Linked DNA regions of Triticum aestivum: region 2 is linked to region 1. Evidence: chromatin contacts called from public Hi-C data. All regions are on one chromosome and are shown on one strand. Each heading gives the region's core, a stretch centred on a gene start, on an enhancer-like site or on the middle of the called end of the contact. The rest is flanking DNA. Distances are from core to core; before and after follow the strand shown. Region 1 has its middle 6.9 kb from the start of LOC123110685. Region 2 has its middle 6.8 kb from the start of LOC123110686.

The links. Hi-C and Micro-C count contacts between places; a contact is called where the count stands out from the background.
Region 2: a Hi-C map of leaf shows a contact between it and region 1, with 4 times the contacts expected there. The contact joins two enhancer-like sites. A contact is called at or near these places in 2 of 5 Hi-C or Micro-C datasets (both in leaf).

What each region holds. Positions count from the first base shown.
Region 1 is chr5B:111,831,253-111,833,952 of IWGSC CS RefSeq v2.1, forward strand. No RefSeq gene overlaps it. Among protein-coding and RNA genes, the nearest start is that of LOC123110685, 6.9 kb to the left of the region's middle. Within about 2 kb of position 1,444, at least 5 of the 8 cell types and tissues checked have an H3K27ac peak or open chromatin away from gene starts, as enhancers often do. A contact at or near this core is called in leaf, where this site is marked.
Region 2 is chr5B:112,595,059-112,597,758 of IWGSC CS RefSeq v2.1, forward strand. No RefSeq gene overlaps it. Among protein-coding and RNA genes, the nearest start is that of LOC123110686, 6.8 kb to the right of the region's middle. Within about 2 kb of position 1,298, at least 6 of the 8 cell types and tissues checked have an H3K27ac peak or open chromatin away from gene starts, as enhancers often do. A contact at or near this core is called in leaf, where this site is marked.

The sequences.
Region 1 (2,700 bases), core at 194-2,693:
TTCCACGTCTCCCAACTGAAGCCGTACACGCCCAACTACACGCCGGTCTTCGCTGAGCTGCCCAAGCCACCGGACCTGACTCTGGTGGAGACGGCGCCCGTGGAGATCATCGGCAGACGCATGGTGAAGCGCGGCGACGCAGCTCTGGTTCAAGTTCAGGTGCGCTGGAACTCCGCTTCACCAGCAGCCGTGACATGGGAGGATTTCGAGACGCTCAAGCTTCGTTTCCCGGCCGCCGCAATCTGGAGAGAGCCGGCCGGAGCGCCAGGTGACGCTCCTTCTGATGGAGGGGGAAATGTCACACCTGCACCCACTAGTGCCACGGTGGACCTGATCAGCCAATAGGAGGAGGAGGAACAAGTCATCGGGCGAAGTCAGCATCGGGACAGAGTCGCGAGAGGCTACTTTACCTGCCCCTGCGTGGGCGCGTGCGTGTGTGGTGTGTATTGAGCTCTCACTCTGTCATCTACCTGTATCTGAACCTTCCTCTCATCCAGTAAAGCTACTTTCCTCCTTCTCTGAATCTCTCCCCCTTTCCCCTCGTGCGATCTGTTCGTGTGGGTCGTCACAAGAACAACGCCTAAAATGCAGGTATGTGCGGTTCCGGAGACGCGGGGGCGTTGTATGCAGTGCATGCGGGCGTCGCGTCGTGTCATGGCAGCGACATGTTGTATGTGCTTGTTGCCTAGCAGTGAACGCTGTGGAGGGAAAAAAAAGGAGAGAAAAGGGTTCCCGTGGAGCAGCGTGCTCGATGCGTCTCTGTATGACCTTGTGACGCGCTTTTGAGGCAGGTTTTAGGATCACTACCAGGTGTCGTTAAAGTGGATCCATTCCATGGTGCAAGAATCAAGATCACCTGACCAAAAGCAGGAGACCCTCTTTTCGTTGTTTAATGCTGGTATACTTTTGATGGAGGAGACCAACTGTGTCAACTGAAAAAAGAAGCAAATACTGTTGGTTGTATGCATAGGGATTGCATTGCATGGATCCAGCAGTCGTTATTAAAGAGAGAAAAGATGAGAGTAAGAATTCCTATGCAATAGTTTATGAAAACAGAAAGTGTCTCGGTAGACTGAGATTTAGCAAGAGTGAAACATAAATTTGTACTCCAAAGCTCGTGTGTTCGAAGGGCCCCTAGGAAAGAAACAAATCTTGCAACAAAAATTCAAGATGGTTTTACATGCATGATTGAGGAATGGCAAAAACTTGGATCCGCCGAATCATGGCGCTAGCTAGGCCATGCATGCGTATATGCGCAACCGTTGGTCCCATTGGGTGGTGACAAAACAATGATGGGATCTCTAGCTCTAGACAGCGCTGTTGCGAGCATGCATAGGGCCTCCTGTATTATTGATGGGACCTCACCCCTGACCTCGCATCCCTTGGCCCCTCCCTCTACTGTAGCGGGCGTACGAGTGCTTGCTATACCTCTCCTACTTAGCAACTTCCAAATGAGCCGCATGTACTCATGTTTACAGGTAGAGAGTGCCAGGAAGGTGCTGTACTGAGTGTGTCTGTGTGCGTGGTCACCGGCCGGCCGTAAGATGCATGTAAACGCAGCATCGATTCGACTACTTGTACACGTATACTGCTTTCTTCCCCGTGTCTTTGTACTCTCCTAGTATAGTACTGCAAATAATGCATCGTGTCTTGCCAGTATGATTAGGGGTCAATCTTCTAGTTCTGGCCATGGGTGTACTTCTTCCTTGGCTCTTTTATTTACTATAAACCCTAGAATTATCCGTCGATGCATTGAGCGCAATGGCCACCATCAGACCAATGAACAAAGCACTAGACTCCACTTATGTACGTACCCCACATTCATGGGAGATTACTGCTACTCCCATGTAAACGGCCCCAAATTGTTGTCCCTGCTTGGATTCATGGGTTAGAGTTAGTTTGGGTTAGTTTGGACTCAACTAACCCAAAAATATAGGGTTAGTTTGGGTTAGATGCATCTAACCCTTTCAAAAAAAAAACGAACCCACCCAAGAGGTGCTTATTTGGGTTAGTTCTCCTCGGGACCACTAAAAAACACATTTTTTTCTCTCGCTCTCCCCGCAGCAGATCCCTCCCCACTTCCTCGTGATAGACCTTGGGATCGGAGTAGGCTGGATCATCCGGTGAACCTACCTTCTCCACGTGCTGACGAGCTCGATCCAGCACCGGCCATGGTGATGACAGAGTGTGGGCGAGGTGGTGGCGGCGGAGCTTCCCGTCGACCTAGCGCAAACCCTAGATCGAATTGGTGTGTTGGTGGTGTTGTGGTGCATGGTCAACCTCATGATGCGTGCCCCGGCACCCCACCTCTTTATATTGCGCTGGCAACAGGGGCCCACCAACCATGGTTTGGTTGGGCGCCCCGATCAGGGCGCGAGTCAGGGGCCCGTTCGACCCGTTGGGTTCGAACAGGATAGAGTTCAACCTAACACCTCGAAGCTTCTCGTCCTCCCCCCCCCCCCTCTCGCACCACCCCTGAAGGCGCCTCGCCATATCCGCGCTCTCGTCCGCCCCCGGTAAGCAGCTCCGCCCTATCCTCCCGTTCCAACCCCCTCGTCTCTCCGCCGCCCATCGGTAAGCAGTCGCGGCTCCTTGCGCGGCCCGTCCCCATCGGCCTCGGTCAGCGCGGCTCCTTGCGCGGAGATGGCGGATTCGGCCGGCGGGCTGTACGAGAGGCCAGCACAGCTCCTTGCCGAGCGC
Region 2 (2,700 bases), core at 48-2,547, 760 kb after region 1:
TCCTAACCTAGCGCCGCCGCTCTTCTTCGGTCGTCGTCGTCGCTACCCCCTTAGCCGCCACGGTCGCCCGTCCACCCCGTTCGTCTTCGTCAAGCACCAGCCCGTCGCTAGCATCGTCGTTATCTACCCCGACCACTTCGTCTACTCCGACAACCACGGGCGACATTGGCCCCGCCCTGATTGGCGCCGCAACTGTCGCTGAGTCCTACTTTGTTGGCCTCTCTGACTTCTTCGACATGGCGTACAGCTCATGCAGGTCCTAGTCTACGCATGCCCGATGGTGGCACACCGGTGTGTGCCTTCGTCCACGACGTGTCCCTGGACCTGGCAAGCCTGGTGCGGCGCTTCGTCAACTTCATCTTCGCCCGTCTACGCATGCTCGGTGCTGCCAACACCGATGCGTGCCTTCGTCCATGATGTGTTCCCGGTCTTGGCAACCCCAGCGCGACGCGTCTTCAACAACGTCTTCTCTCCGGTGCACCACTACTTCGACACTACTGCGCCTATGACTAACTCGGCACTTCCTTGCACCCGCGGCTCCACGGCGACTTCCTCGACCCCGGCTATCCCAACTCGACATCGACCACGGCATTCTTCGCGCGACTACCTCGACCACGGCTTCACCACCCTACGCTCTCGGTTATCTTGACAACCGGCATAAAGGGCTATCGCCTTGCTTGAGCAACCTCGTCGGTTCCCACTCCAGCCACAACTACCACGATGCATCGACCTTTACGACCGGGGGGGGGGGGGGGGGGGTCCGTCGGTGTGCCTTCGGATTCTTCTCCAGTTTCACTGTCTGCGTTGCTACCGTTGTGACTGCGGGGGATGTTGAGTATATGATCATTAGGAAGTATAGGATAGACTAGGATTTGGTCCTACCTTGTCTTGTACTCCAAGTTAATTATTGTACTCCTGTATATATGTCCATGAGGCTCAAACAATACATCGAATATTCCATCAATTCTCTCTCTCCCTTCTAACACCAATGACTCCAAACGGCCATTTCGCTCGTGCGGTGGGTGCGTGCAATGCGCATCGCAAACGTACGATACGATCGTATATAGGTGAGGTGGAGTTACCGTCTCTCAACCTCTCCGACAGCGACGCGGACGCGACGGACGACGGCTACACGAGTACGAAATAAACACGTACACGTATGCAGTACGTACGTACACTGTCGTCACCAGGGGCGCGCGTCGCCTGAAAAAACTGCTCGATTATGTGTAGGTGTGCCATGCAAAAAATAATAATTTATGTGTAGGTGTGTGCGCGACCCGATCATCTAGATGCATGTATGGTCCTGATCGACCGTCCATCCTTGGCTTCGCTTTCCCGGTGGGCTGTGGGATGGCCCTTTGTTTTGGCCGTTGGATGGATCGGGGACCCCGGGTGGTCCACACGTGCGCTTGTTACGCGCACGCATGATTGCAACGTGACCGCGCACGTATTTTGGAACGAAGGGAGTACGTACTACCAACCAACCAATCTTCCTGCAGGTGCAGGATACGCTAGCTCTCTTTTGACAGCAAGGATACTCACGTGCATGCACCGTAAATGTAAAGTGGACGGAGTTTCCGTTAGGTTGTGTGGGTTATTTTCGTAACTACAACAGACAGTGGATTTTGTGGAGTTGACAACTCGAGCTTGAGCAGTAATAACAAGATACTACTAGAAGGAAAGTGTTTCCATCTTGTTGACGTTGTTGATTGTTGTTGTTGTTGTTGTTGTTGTTTTGAACTACTCAGTGGTAGTTGCATGGGGACCAAAGCAGATGCAGCCATCCTAAATTAGGGGAAGCAAGGCAGGGGAAGAGCCGGAGAGGACTGAGGACCACCACCTAGCTATAGCCATAGCCATAGCGGGGGGCTCCGGCCTCCGGGATGGGGGAGCAAAGGAACAAGTATCCGTCCCCATCCATCAAATGGCAAAAGATCGACGGACGACCTCTCCCTCCCTTTTCACAAGAGAAAAGAAAGTCTCGTAAGAACGAGGCTATACTAGGCTGGTCCCGTCCCGTCCCCGGTCCTGGCTATAGCTTGTGTGGTGCGGTGGCATGCAGCAGCGGCGGCAATGGGCAATGGCATAGTGCTCTGCAGTACTAGCAGTAGTACCCTGACTAGGACTGTAGCGGCGTCTCGATCGATCGCCAGAGCACTGGCTGGGCTGGCGGGGGCTGCCTCCTTTGTCTGGTTGCCCATCCTCTTCTTCCCGTGTCGTGCCCCCTGATGCGAAATCAGATGGCGCGGCAGGGGAGCGGAGCTGCAGCTGCAGCTGCAGAGGTGGTGGGTGGTGGTGGCCTCGCGCTGCTGCCTTTGGATGGACGCGTCTCGTCTCCTTTTAATGCCGCACGCGCCGCGCCGTGCTGCCACCACGAGGGCGCAAGGGCCACCGTCGCAGGCCAGGACCGCCGGGCGGGAAAAGTCGCCGCGCGGCCGGCCGGGGCCGGCTGATCCGGCCAAAGGGCCGCGGCCTTTTCTCCTTCTGTTCTTCGATGATCGCCACTGGTTTTTTGTTATACATACTTTGTGTTGTGCGGCAAAAAGCAAAGCTGGGGTCAGTGTGACCGTGTACTGTAAGACGAAAAAAGGCATGTCAAAGCAAAACAGAATGAACTAACTAGCACACAGGAAAAATTCAATTGAATTAGTTATTTTATATACTAGTGTTTCTCTTTGCTTATATTGTATATGTACTTGG